Linked DNA regions of Oryctolagus cuniculus: region 1 is linked to region 2. Evidence: chromatin contacts called from public Micro-C data. All regions are on one chromosome and are shown on one strand. The core of a region is the stretch at or near the end of the contact, and the rest is flanking DNA. Distances in the headings are between cores, read along the strand shown.

Evidence for each region. Hi-C and Micro-C count contacts between places; a contact is called where the count stands out from the background.
Region 1: a contact with region 2 is called in a Micro-C map of ear pinna, with 4 times the contacts expected there. The contact joins the promoter of ARSG here to the enhancer-like site in region 2. A contact is called at or near these places in 4 of 6 Hi-C or Micro-C datasets (ear pinna, psoas muscle, skin fibroblasts and 1 more).

The regions. Positions count from the first base shown.
Region 1 is chr17:11,371,386-11,377,897 of mOryCun1.1, reverse strand. ARSG (arylsulfatase G) reads left to right here and starts at 3,802. Exons shown (of 12, transcript XM_051825882.2): 1 at 3,802-4,081. It overlaps AMZ2 (archaelysin family metallopeptidase 2), which reads left to right. Exons shown (of 10, transcript XR_011383406.1): 10 at 755-953.
Region 2 is chr17:11,257,236-11,264,826 of mOryCun1.1, reverse strand. ARSG (arylsulfatase G) reads left to right here. Exons shown (of 12, transcript XM_051825882.2): 10 at 6,462-6,582. Among named protein-coding and RNA genes, the nearest start is that of WIPI1, 56 kb to the right of the region's middle. Within about 2 kb of position 5,171, at least 3 of the 8 cell types and tissues checked have an H3K27ac peak or open chromatin away from gene starts, as enhancers often do. A contact at or near this core is called in ear pinna, where this site is marked.

The DNA of each region.
Region 1 (6,512 bases), core at 2,553-5,052, 110 kb before region 2:
CTGCTTTGTAAGTGTAGTGCAGGCAGAAATGATGGGAGAAGTTTCTGTTTCTCATCCCTTTAGGGCAAGAAAGCTTGATTTGCAGAACAGAAACAACGCTGACATGTGTGACAAAGTTCGCTTCTTTACACCACGTAACTGTGGACATGATTTACGTTTTCAAATATGTGAAGAGATACGGGCGCTGGCAGTAAAGGGTGACCTTTAAGGAGGAAGAGTGAGAGTCCCTAATCTCAGTGTCTCTGTGTGTGCCACACATGCCCACACATGCCAGTTTATCTTCATGTGGCTGCTCACGGGGGTGACTACTTCAGTCTGCACGTGTGCCCACATACCTATGTCTGCCCATGCCTGTGGACACTGAACATGTACATGCCAAAGTAAGGTGCACCGTAGTGCTTTGTGGGATAGTTAGCAAGTCGAAGAAGAGCATTAATTATCCTACTGCCCTAAAAACACAGTAGAAGAATTTGTGTGTTTTGTGTATGGTGTATATTTCTTTTCATCTTTTTTCCTATGCATACTTTGGACTGTAATTTATAATTATGGTTTGTGTAGTTTTGGTGTACGCTGTTTCACTCAGTGTATCCTAGACAGTGTTTTATATTCATAACCATCTTTATCAGATGCAGAATCGTCACAGCATAGTGTAAGTCACAGTTTAGATAACCTGATCTAGGAGCCAGTGTCCTCCCCTCGCCTGAACCTGTCCTGCTGTGATTTGTTAAAATCCGAGTCTTCTCTGCTCTTCAAGGCCCTCGTGAAGTGGATCGATGACGACTCTGCCAGCACCCCGGTCGTTGCTCCAAGACATAGTCGTGAGGATAATGTGAATTTACCGAAACCTGCCGAAGCCTTTAAGGACTGGAGGGAGTGGATAGTAAAATGCCTCGCCATTCTCCAAAAATAAGGACCTTCAAATAGGAGTAATTAAAATAAATACTCGCACATGATGCTTTCCTCTGGGAGTCCTTCATTGGAACAGACTGTTCACTGAGTCGGAGCCTGCCCGAGAGCACCAGAATGGAAGGGAGGCTCCCTCTGAGCAATAAAAACCCGGTCAGCTCTTCATCTTCTGTCGTACTAGCCTGGGCTGTGGCAGTGAGCACATCACCTCTGTTCTGCAAATGCCTCACCAGAGAGCTAGGACTAGCAGTAACTAGTAAGTAAATAAATACTTTAAAGATAGCTGCATACAGGGGCTGCTGTGGCACAGCAGGTAAAGCCATCGCCTGCAGTGCTGGCATCCCATAAGGGCACAGGTCTGTGGCCTGGCTGCTCCTCTTCTGATCCAGCTCTCTGCTGTGGCCTGGGAAAGCAGTGGAAGATGGCCCAAGTGCTTGGCCCCTGCACCCGCCTGGGAGACCTGGCAGCCCCAGCCGTTGCAGCCATTTAGGGAGTGAACCAGCAGATGATGGACTTCTCTCTCTCTCCCTCTGCCTCTCTATAACGCTGCCTTTCAAATAGATAAATAAATCTTTAAAAAAAAAAATACCTGTATATGGCCCATGGAACCAGTCAACATAATTCCCAGAGAGATGCTGTTTCTAGAAGAGCTGCTTGCTGTGCGTTAGGCCTGGCGCAAGCATATTTGGGGACTTCGGTGGGCTCGCATCCTCTGTGCATACCCCTTCTCACCTGTGAGCTCCCCTGTGCTCTGGGTTTCGCCTCCCTTGGTGGTGGTCAGCTGATCCCTGAAGAAGCCACTGCTTGTATCGGCTTTGAGCGGCTCTGAGTGTTTACGGGGGACTGAACAGCAGCGCTGAACCTCAGCTTCCTGTGCAGAGGGCCTTACAGGCGATCTGCCATGGTGCTTAACGCTGGGCAGGGGTGCACTCTTCTGGGTGTAGAGCAGGTTTCTGCTTTATGCCTACAGTATCTCTCACTGCCTGGCATTGTGAAATGTTTGAGTCGGGGGAGAGTGGAACAGGCTTACTGTGGGTGTTCTGAGTGCCGTTTCGGCTTGTGTCAGGCTGTAGACACACGGCCAGCTGACGCACTAGTGATAGGTTGGGAATCTCAGGCTTGGCAGACCAGCTCAGCCACAGCAGCGTATTCTGCACGTTCGGAAACTGCAGTGTATCGTTTTACTGAATGCCGGGAGCAGGCAGCGTTTCCCACCTCACCAGACTTCAGGGAGGGGAGTTTATTCCTGCATTTTGAAGACATGGTTCTTTCTTAAGATGGTATACACTGTTACTTCAAGAATATGTTACGACTGCATTGGAGGTTTCCTTGGGGTTCGCCCCTACTTAAACCCCTCTACAGCATTTCCGAAAAGGACGCTTGCGTTTACAATTAAGTGAGGAGAGACTACTTGGTCATCTGATGTTGCAGGGAACCAGTGGAGCATGGACTTTTATGGATACTGTGACAAGCTTAATTTCCTCCTTGAATAATTACTTTTAGTTATCCATTCTATTTTATTTCCTTTAATGTTCCTACAAGATTAGCACCGCTTTAGTCGTATAGGTCAGCATTATTCATAAACCTAGAAGACGCATCTTTGCCTAGGCGAATATACTGGGGATTAGTTATTTGGGTAAGCTATAAATAGGAAGTCTGCTTGTGCCTACTCTGCAGTGTGAGAGAGCAGGAACAACACTGAATGTGAAACAGTACAGTAGGTGCTGGTGTTGAGCACAGCGGTTAAATGCACTTGGGATGCCCACATCCCAGGCTGTGCGCTCAGTTCCAGCTTGTGCTCTGGGAAACGGCAGGTGATGGCTGCAGTACTCGGGTCCCTGCTACCCATGTGGGAGACCTGGAGTTCTATGCTCCTGGCTTCAGCCTGGTCCAGCCCTACTAGCTGTTGCAGGCATTTGGGGGAGGGAACCAGCAGATGGAAGATCTTGTTTCTGTCTCTGCCTTTTGAATAAATAATTTTTTTAGAACGATGTGTTTATTTATTTGAAAGAATTGTGGAGGAAGGAGAGACGGATCTTCCATCCCCTGGTTCACTTCCTAGATGGCCTCGGCGGCCAGGACTGGCCCAGGCAGGAGCCAGGAGCTTCTTACTGGTTTCCGATGTGGGTGCAGGAGCCCAAGCCCTTGGGCCATCCTAGACTGCTTCGCCAGGCCATTAGCCGGGAGCTGGGTTGGAAGTAGAGCAGCCAGGACTCGAACTGGTGCCCATATGGGATGCTGGCCCTGCAGGCAGTGGCTTAACCCACTGCGCCACAGTGCTGGCCCTGAATAAAAAATTTACAATCTAATTCTAGTTAAAATTGGACTAAGCTAAATTTATAGAATAGACATTTATTCAGCAATCCATGTAAATACTGTGTGTAGCTAATTTTACATACTTTTGGACCATTTTTAAGGGTTAACTTTAAAAATACATTTTGTTTACTGCAATTATAGTTAAATCTTTGTCATTTTAAAAAGTGATTTTCACTAAATAACAGCAGAAGCCCAGGCAGGTTTTTCTCTGAAAATGCAGAACAAACAAGGCATTGACCTGGCAAAGACAACTTCCCGCTGTCTGAATACCGATCCTGTTCCCGGCGCTGCCGGTTACCATCTCCGCAGCCCCGGGAAGGGTTAAACGTTGGCGTTTCGGCCCAGACACTTCATGGTGAGGATTAAGCAGAATCTGGCAAGGACTGCCCGTCAGTCAGTTCTTGTCCAGCTGGTTTTCGGTTTGCTCTTGAGGCACAGGCCGCCCTGAGGAATACTTCGAAATGTGGAGCCCTCGGCGCGGCCCGGCCGGGCGGCTCCCTCCTCGGAGCCCGAGTGCTAAAATCCAAGCAGGCAGCCGCGGGGCCGCTAAAGCCGGCCCTGCGCTCGCCCGGGCCCTCCCGGCAGGAAGCGCGTCGCCGTCCCTGGGTGCGCCCGGCGGGTGCGGGCCCAGCAGCCGCCTGCGGCCCGCGCACCACCTGTTTCCGCCCGCAGGGACTGCTCGGCGGTGTGTGTGGGCAGGGGTCTGCGGCCCGCGCCGCCTCTGGCGTCAGAGACCCAGGGTGCCCGCCTCCGCCGCAGCCTCCGCTGCGGGTCCCCCGTGTGCGCGCTGGGCACGGCCTCGGAGAATCAGGATGGCGCCGGCCGCGGAGCAGTGAGTGGAGTCGGTTCTCGCCCAGAGGTTTGCGAAGCGCTGCGTTTGCTAGTTTGAATCCTAGTCACTTTCAAGCTTCTGGATCCAGAGCGGCACCGTCCAATAAAAACGCAGCGCAAGCCACGGAGGAGGAGATAGGGCTAATTTTTCTCATGGCCGCAGTAGCAAACGCAAAAAGAAGCAGGTGGAATTAATCATTTATTTACGATTTCCACATGTAATCAATAGATTGGTAAATGCTTTTTTTCCCTGCCAAGTCTTCAGAATCCGGCAAGATTTTGCACAATAGCACGCACACTCGAGGGCTCAGCAGCCCCACGTGGCTTGTGGCTGCTGTGTTGGACAGCGCGGCTCCGGATCGCTACACCTCTCTAGTGCCCGGGAAAGGTGGACCATGGAACTGAATTGATAGAGATTCGCGCTGACGGGGCGTGGCCGGGTGAAGGCTTCTGGGTTCAGTGCTGACTAAGGTTGAATCTTGCTGTTCTTGCAGATGTTTAATCTCCCCTGTCATTGCCTACAGCCTGGTATCTCCTTTAACTGCATTTTCATTTTTGGAAAGCAGAGTTGTGAGGTGTAAATGTGGAGTTTGTGTAGCCCCTGTCACGGAGAAGGAAAACGAGCCTGCAGGAGCTAAGTTAACTTGTGTGTGTTTAAACCCCTGGCAAAAAGGGGACCAGCCCCCACGTCTTCCCAGTTCTGAGTTCTGCATCGCTGTCACTGTGTTTCCTCGAAAATCAAATACACTAGCCAAAAGCCCAACCACTTCCTCCAGGTTGTTTACAGAGGGGTTATCACATTCAGTTTTCTGTTGCCGCCTGTCCTATTCAAGTGGAGCCACCCCCGGTGGCAGAGAAATCAGTCTGTGTGCTTCTACCTTAACACCAAAGGCAGAGAGCCGCACTGTCCAGAAAAGCACTGGCTGCCAGTTAGGGTCGTCTGAAAAAGCAGCATGAAAAGAAGAGAGGGCTTTGGGAGAAAGGTAAAGTTCAAAACAAAACGTGCTGGGTAGTGTGTGAAAGCCCACAGCCCTTCCTCTGCGCACCCAGCGTGGTGTCCACTCCTGCCCAGCTCGTGGGTATGAGTGTGTGCTTCCAGCTGATGCGGCCCTGCAGCTGGGCGCCTGAGACCTGTCTGCAAATGTGGATTCCATAGCTTTTTTTTTTTTTTTTAAGATTTATTTATTTATTTGAAAGACAGAATTATATATAGAGAGATCTTTCATCCGCTGGGCTGGTTCACTTCCCAAATGACTGCAATGGCCGGGGCTGGGCCAGGCTGAAGCGAGGAGCCAGGAACTCCATCCAGGTCTTCCACCTGGGTGTAGGGGTCCAAGGACTTGGGCCATCTTCCACTGCTTTTCCAGGCGCATTAGCAGGGAGCTGCATCAGAAGTGGAGCAGTTGGAACTTGAACCTGGCGCCCACAAGGGATGAAGGCACTGCAGGCTGTGGCTAACTGGTAGTGCCACAGCGCCGGCACCCACCCCGTAGGTTTTGAGCACAATGTTTTCGGTGTCCTAGGGACATCCAGTAGCTTCAGAGCCACCCAGCTCTCAAGCTATAATCACACATAGGAACATTTTCCCCCTTTGTAGTTACAGGGGTGATAAAAGGGACCGAGAAAAAACAAAGAAGTCACTCATTGGTTCAACAGTATTTATGAAGTGCCACCTACAGTACGCCATGCTGTACTTGAAGTCTGGGGGACGTAGCAGTGAACACAAAGCCAACTCTGTAACACTAGTGAGAGCTAGTGGAGGAGGAAACGCAAACAATCCTAACAGGGAGAGTAAGGGGACAGAAACGGTAGTGTCCTGCGTAGGGCTGTTAGGGAGGTGACATTTGGAAGCGAGCACATTGAAGGGTCATACCCTGGGCACATCTAAGGAAGGGCTGCACCAGGCAAAGGGAACAGTGCTGAGGCCTGAGGCCACTGTGAGGCTGACGTAGCTGGAGCCAAGGGAGACCTCATGGCATCAGGCAGCTCACATAGGATTTATGTTAAGGATTTATGCGTGGCCTGTGCCTTGGAAGGATTACTGTGGCAGCTGTCTAGAAAATTCAGGTGGGGGTGGCATGTAGCAAGAGTGGACGCAGGCAGGGCATCTGGAGCCTTGCTGTGATAACCTGGCCAAGACTGTCTTTGCCTGGCAAAGGGTGCTTACTGGTAGAGCTGGCAAAAGCAGTCGGCTTCTGGATGTGTTTAGAGAGCAGAGCCGATTGGACATGCAGAGCAGCAGGTTTGAGGAGGAGGATCCAGATCTCTGCAGGCCATCTGGGTCCTGCCCATGCGTGCATACGTGAGGCAAGCTCAGAAAATCCTGGAAAAATGTGTTGGATGCCAAAGCGGTCTGTGGATTTCAAGGTTTTGTTTTGTTTTGTAACCAAAACAAACATCGTTGTATCTCATTGTCCAGGAACATTCTGAAGTCCCTTCACGTAAGTCTGGAGCGCAGG
Region 2 (7,591 bases), core at 3,922-6,421:
GGCTGCACATGCACAAATAGCTCAGCCATCTTTCTAGTTACATCACCAGAAACCAAGCGGCTGCTTCGCATTGGAGAAGGGTGTTTACGCTCACGGTCAGCTGTGGCACCATGATATAACTGCATCATCTCACTGAAGATCGAAGGCCTCAGAGGTGACAGCTGACTGAGGGACAGTTTGGTGACCAAGGCAAGCATTCTTGGTGCAAGGTAGCATTTGCTTGAAGGCCCCTGGAATTTTATGAGGATATCAACAGCATACCTTAATGACTCTTCTTAGAATATCTATATCCATCAATCACCTTATTTATTTCTTTTTTTGAGAAGCGGAAGAGAGAGAGAGAGTTCCCCCATCTGCTGGTTCATTCCCCAAATGCCCGATGTGGCCCTGGTCTGGGCCAGGGCTGCAGCTGGGAACTGGGAGCTCAATCCAGGTCTCCCGTGTGGGTGTCAGGAACCCAGTAACTGGCCATCACCACTGGCCCCCTACAATCTGCATTACTGGGAAGCTGGAGTCAGGAGCCACAGCTGGGAATTGAACCCAGGCACTATGATAGGAGACTTGGGCATATTAACCACTGGGTCAGACACCTGCTCCAGGATTTTTTCTGGTGTTGAAATGCACCTGGAAAGTTTTGCCTGCAGAGACTCACCCTCTTGGGATTTCCTCCTGTGAATTCATGTAAAGCAGATCTGGGCGGAGCTTCCCTGCTGGGTAGAAGGCCACTAGGTGTCTGTTACCCTTTCTCCTGACTCTCAGGGTCAGTCCCAGGGAGAAATGGATTAAGAGCCCCACTGGAGAAGATTCTTGGGAGCCCACCTGGCACCCAACAGTGCTGATCTTTAGTCCTCAGAGGGACACAGATTTCCTTCTAGGTCAGGGATGACACCCTTAAGCCGCTGAAAGCTAAGGTGTCAGAGTCCCTTCAACCTGTATTCCAGTGGCCCTGGGGAATTAGGGTCATCCGAGAGTCGTCACCTTGATGTCAGCACTCACATGAATATAGAATACTACGGAGTGAATGGTGAAAAGGCATGTGAGGGGCGGGGGGGGGGGCACACCACACCCACTGGCTATCTTTATTTTTTAAATGATAAAAATGTATACTGTGTTAATAGGCATATTTGACACTCGTAGAGGGACGTTAGTAGCTGCTACAGGTTCTGTTTGGAAGCCTCGTGTACAATTCTCAGGTTTTTGTAAGTGTCAGTGCAGGAGACATTTGACTCTTGTGTTTGTATCTCGTTTTTATGATTGCTGTACTAACCCATGTCTTTTTGGGGAGGGGTGAAAAGAGGTTTGAAATAAAAATGTTTAGAAATTAAAACAAATGATAAAAATGTATTTATTTGAGAGGGAATGAGAGAGCAAGAAACAGAGCACTTCTGGCAGCTCACTCCTCCCTCCTGGCCTGGGCTGGGTGGGGTGAAACTGGGAACTCACCTCAGGTCTCCCAAGTAGGTAATAAGAGCCCAGGGACTTGAGCCACCCCTTTTGCTTCCCAGGGTCTGCATTGGCAGGAAGCTGGAGTCAGGAGACAGCACCAGGTATTGAACCCGGCTACGCTGATGTGAGACACAGGCATCCTAACCACCAGGCTAAGCTAGCCTGCTTCTTGTTCTCTTTTAGAGATAACCATCACTGGGATTCAGGTATGCACCCAGGTGATGTAAGGAAAAGATTAGAGAAAGGGCTTGCATGTGACTTGTTCCCAAAGTCCTGTGACACAACTCAGAATGGGGACAATTCATTTATTCTACAGGCGTCTGTTGTGTCCACCTGTGGGTGCAGCATTGCTCCAGGGACTGGGGAGACAGACTGTGAGCCAGTCGGATAGGAACCCCTGGTATGGAGGAGCTTTGGGAGCCCGTGGGAAAGTCGTGATAGGTGTTTTGATCTAAGACTCTAATGCAGGGGTAGCCATTAGTTTGGTGCAGCAGTGAAGTTGCCACTGGGGACGCCTGCATCCTGTATTAGAATGCTGGGCGCAACACCCGGCTATTCTTTTTCCTCTCCAGCTTCCTGCTGCTGCACATCTTGGGAGGCAGCAGGTAGTGGCCAAGTGCTTGGACTCCTGCCACCCACGTGCGACACCCAGGTTGAGTTCCAGGCTCCTGGCTTTGGCCTGGCCCAGTCCTGGCTGTTATAGGCATTTGGGGACTGAACCAGCAGATGGAAGAACTGTCTCTGTCTCTAATTTCTCCCTCTGTTTCTTTGCCTTTCAAGTAAAATGAAAATAAATAAATAAATAGAATGTTAACGGTGATGCAGGGTTTCTCAAGCTTGTCATCATTGACATTTTGGGCTAAAGATGATTTGCTGTGGGGCACTGTCCTGTGCAATTTAGGATGTTCAGTAGCACCTTTGGCCTCTACCCTCCAGATGCCAGAAGCCACCCCTCCTCCCAGCCGGGATAAACAAAATGTTTCCAGGAAGCAGCAGATGTCCCCTGCGAGGACAAAAGCAGGCAGGTTGAGAACGAGCGTTTGAGTGCCCCTCCCCTTAGCCACGTTCAGGAAGGCGCAGGGCTGCCCTGCAGCCGAGCTTGGAGTCCCCATCTTGTTCAGGGAGGAGCACCAGGCTCTCGGAGATGGACTGGGGCCAGTGTGAGGTGACTGCAGCGGTAGAAAGGACCCGAGATAACCGCATCTGGAAAACAGCTAAGCTGCCGCCGAGCCGGGAGAGCAGAGTGTCCAGGGGCTGTCTTGTGGCTGTCCTCATGTGTCTGGAGGAGTCACAAGGCAGCCGGGGGATTCAGCACTCTCCGTCCTGTCCTGAGGCACAGACCCAGGTCCCAGGAGCAGAAGCTGCAAGCAGTCTGTTCACGTCAGTGCCCCGTGGTTTAGGCGTCACTGTCCCACACAGCCTGGCCACACTTCCCCGGGTCTGGCAGTGGACGGTGGGAATGGGGGGATGGGGAGGTGGTCACACCCCAAGCCCACTCCTGGCCCCTCTGGGCTCTGCTTTGGAAGGGATATGCGTGGGTTGCTTTTGGGCATCCCCTGATGCTCTGAGACCGTGTTCTCCCTGAAATTGGGCTGTGCTGGCCTCTAGGAGGGATATGAGGGTTGCTCATGGGGTGACTAGGGGGAACTACCAGGTCAAACACAGACACAGGCTTCACTCAGATCCCTGCTGTGTGGCCGAGACCAGGTCGGGTAGGGACCTAGCTTGACTAGGCGGCAATGACAGGGACTGGCAATCAAGGAAGAAGCTGAGAACCAAGTGCAGGAAGAGAATTGCCTTTGTGCCCCAGGGACAGAGAACCCTCCCGGGGCAGGCAGTTTGCCCGGAAGTTAGATGCTGGTTAAGACTCCCATGTCCCACACCGGAGTGCCTCCTGCTAATGCACACCCTGGGTGGCAGCAGGTGATGGCTCAAGTACTTGGGTCCCTGTCACCCCCATGGGAATGGAAGTCCAGCTCTGATATGGGCATCTGGGGAAGTGAACCAGTGCATAAGAACTCTCTCTTGCCCCCTCCCTCCCTCCCTCTAAAATAAATTAACAAATAATTAAAAACAAAAATTGAAAACCAAAAAGAGCTGCTTCTAGGCCCAGCACCTGAGTCCTTCCTGAATTGCTCCTGCCTCTTCTCACTTCCTTTTTCCCAGATTAGACATCCTGGGCCTCTAGGACACCCCTCCCCTGACCCCTCCCTGCATCCCCAGGACGAGTCAGCAGGGCGCCTGAGTTCTGTCAGTGCCCTGAAGCCCACCCAGGCTTCCACTGGGAGCAAGTCCCTCCCCCTGTGAGCTGCAGCCATGAGAGGAGAAGAGGCCTCATGAAGTGTGTTCACAGGGGGATGGAACCTGCAAAGAAGTCTTTGCCCGCTGCCGGGACAGCCTCTCAGCCCTCGCCTTTCAGGCACAGGCTCTGGCCAGCCCTTCTCATCGCCGAAAGGTCTTCCTTGGGAGCGGAGCTTCCTTGGTCAGAAGCCGGGGCTGTTTCTCTGTCAGGTCAGAGACACAGGGATGCTTAGGGACCTCGAACATTTTAAAATTCTTTTATAATAGCAAGGGAAAAAGGGGACTTTTAGGTGGAATAAAATGGCTTAGTATATACTAATTATGTATTCATTTTTGTATCACGGCAGTCACACAGTCTACCTGATACATGTTTTATGGAGGAAGAAGCTCCCCTGTCCACAAAGGGTGGGCTGTGGCTGTGCCCCAAGCCAAGCTTCCGAATGAATGTGAGAACTTGACAGTGCAGGTTTTCAGTTGGTTTGGTTTGGTTTGGGTCTTTCTGGTTTTGAAGAAACCCAGGACCGATTTCTTAGTTGAGATTTGAGGTCTGGGGGAGCTGGGGTACTGCTGGGAGCCCTTGCCAGTCGGATGCTTCCTCAAGGTTCACACGGAGCCAGGCGGTGGCATTGGGGCTGCGTGTGCCAGGGGCATCTCCCTCTTCCAGGGAGAACTCCAGGGACTTGTCTCGATGCATTACTTAAGGACGTTTTGACAGCCAAGCTGGCCAGTGCTGCACTGGGCCGCCCGGAGCAGCATGAGTCACAGGGCGGGCGGAAGCTTTCCTCGTGGGCGAGAGGTTTTCTTCGTGATCTGGGTCGACGAGGTACCTCTGAGGTTCCTGCCAAACTCTGAGACACTGGGATTCCGTGAACATTAGACTTGGTGCTATATAATTAGGATGCTAACCTCATGATGGAGGGGGAAAAAAATCAGATGGAAAAAGAAAGTATACCAGCCATTTCAACATCTAACGCAGTTCCTGTTTTTCTTGCTCTGTGATGTGACCCATCTGTGAAGCTACTCTCTCTTAGGGGTACAGTGTAGAAAGAACTTAAACCGACACCCCCAGACCACCCTGGCCTTTTCAGACTGCATTGCCGTCTTTGCTTCCCTGGTTTGTGGCGGGTACCTTGGACTCTGGACAGGTTTCTGGACTGTTCTGTACTCTGAGTGCTGACTCTGCACGCCTTGGCTTTGCATCTGAATGCGATGCCAGCTCCTGGAGTGAGTATCTCAAGAGATAAACCACCAGCTTGGTGGCAAACAGAAACACTCCCTGTGCTGCAGACGTTTGGCCTGGGGTTGTAGGCAGAGCCCTAGAGAGGAGGAGGAGGTGGGTGGGCTGGTGCCTTCTGTCACCCCTGAAAGGTGGAGAGTCCCACTTCAGTCCTCAGGAGGGGGAGAGTGGGAGGTGTAGCCCTCAAGACCTCCCTGGCCGTGAGTCTGAAGTCTCCTGCCTGCCTCACCACAGGGACCGCGGCCTTCTTCCTGGAGGAAGCCTAGCCTCCCGTTGGCCCGGGCTCCTGGCTCCACCAGGCCCCACTGACTCAGTTGGCCGGGTCCTCAGACAAATGGCTCTGTTGAAAGAGCCGCTCCTTTGTTCTTGCTGAAGAGTTTTTTCCTACGTGAGTGGAGCAGACTGGAGGGAGATGTGTCGTATGGTATAGTAAAATTGCACCGCTGACTGTAAAAAAAAAAAAAAATTAACAGAATCTACCAAAATATTAACAACAGCTGTCTTTGGGTGATGGACTGTGTGTGTGTTGTTCTTTTTATATTTTTGAATGTTCTAACTTTTTCCCCCATAAAACTTTAGAAAAAATTAATAAGATAGACAAAGAAAAAGAACTTCCATCTGCTGCTTCACTCTCCAAATGCCCGCAACAGCTGGGGCCAGGCTGGGGCCGGGCTGGGGCTGGGCTGGGGCCGGGCTGGGAGCTGGGAGCTCAATGCAGTTCCCCTCGAGGGTGGCAGGAACTCACTCACTGGAGCATCACTGCCGTCTTGCAGGGTCTGTGCTGGCAGGAAGCTGCAGTCAGGAACAGCTGCAGCCGAGAGTTAAACCAGGCACTGCAGTGCCATCTCAACCAGCACCTCGACTGCCAGACCAGACATGGCCTGCCACAGCATTCACTTTTCCGTAACGCGCAAATTTGCTAAAATAAAGGGGATGGAGTCTTTGCTGTATCAAGACATCCTAAACAAAGACTATGTATAGTAGAGACCCAGGCAATGCAAAATGAAGTGAGCGTTCTCTTGGTGACACCTGTCACACAGCTCTCCCTCAAATCAAGTGGCTGTGGCCTCGTTGGTGATGTGCAGAACCCCTTCCTCATGGTGTGCCCCTGTGAGCTGTAATGCAGACATTCAATAACCACTTTCTGAGTGTCAGGGCTTCTCTGGGTCTTCCCTTTTCATCCACATGGCCACCCTGTGAGACAAGCACATTTAGTATCACGCCCATTTTCGAGACTAGAAAACTGAGGCATTGAGCTGATACAGCTGGGATTTGAACTCAGGCCGCAGAGCTTGGCTGCTGAACCACTGCACATTCTGCCCCTCGGAGGAGCAGAACCTGGAGGAAACACAGGCGTGGAGAGCGGCCATGTGGGAGGCTGTCAGTGCCTGTCTGGGCTGGGTCCGGTGGGTTTCAACTGTGGCAGGGCCAGGGAGGAGTCAGAGAGCTGGGCTAATGTGGTTCTCCTTCTCTGCAGCGTGCTGGACATTTTCCCCACTGTGGTAGCCCTGGCTGGGGCCAGCCTGCCCCAAGGCCGGCACTTTGACGGTCTGGATGTCTCCGAGGTGCTCTTGGGCCGGTCCCAGACTGGACACAGGGTAAGTGGCGGAGGCGTGGGCCCACACCTGGGCTCTTCATCCAGGCCTTTGTTGCCTTTGTGCAAACAGAACTACCCTCAGAAGGTCAGCCCCTGCAAGGAGCCCTGAGGGGTGGATCCTGGGAGATGATCCCTGCTTTGCACTCCGTGCCCGTCACCCAGCCAGCTCATCAGTCCAGATTCACGTTTAACTGTGCGTCACGGGTGGGCCTATGTGGGTGCTTACCCCTATGATGATGGTCTCCCTCGCATGTATTTAATTTTCTGTGAGTTGCATGAGATGGCTGACTGGTGTCTGTGACTTGTTCCTGGTGGGTCTCCCCAAGTAGAATAGAAGTTTCCTGAAGGCAGGGATCCCAGCTGTCAGCTCACCATTGAGTTTTCAGTGGACCTCACGGCACCTGCCCGCAGCCCGCATTCTGTCCATGCGCAGTGGATGAACGAACGAACGAGCCAAAGATGTCTGGAATGGCAGGGTCGGCAGCGTCTTGTATCCCTGCGCCCGGGCACTGGACACATACATCCCTCTGCGGCCTTGGCAGGGACCTTGGGCCTCAGTGCCCTCCTCAGTGCACGGTCAAGCACACAGAACTTCGGCCTGGTGGCCCTTCCCTGTCATTTCCATGTGTTTTCCTTTCACCGAAAGGAAGAGGGCGTGGGAGGAGGGACGGAGGCGGAAGAGCGCACACGCTGCTTTGTCAGGGACCGGCACTTCAAAGAGTCTATTTATGTCTCTTCTGAGGGTCACCTGGAAGTGACTCAGATGTGCTCAAACGCACGGTGGCTGTGGTCACTGGAGCTGCCCTTCCCACTCACCCTCCCCCGGCCAACCGCAGGGCCCGCCGCGGTTTGGTGCCCTTTAACGCAGCCGCTGGGCCAGAGGTCCCCTGGGAGATTGCGCCTCTCCCGGGAGTGCTGGCCCTGGAGAGCTGCGCCTCGCCCTGCTCCCCAGGGTGGCTTCCGCCGGGGCTGGAAGTGAGCGGCCATGACCCTGAGGCTTATCTGCCACG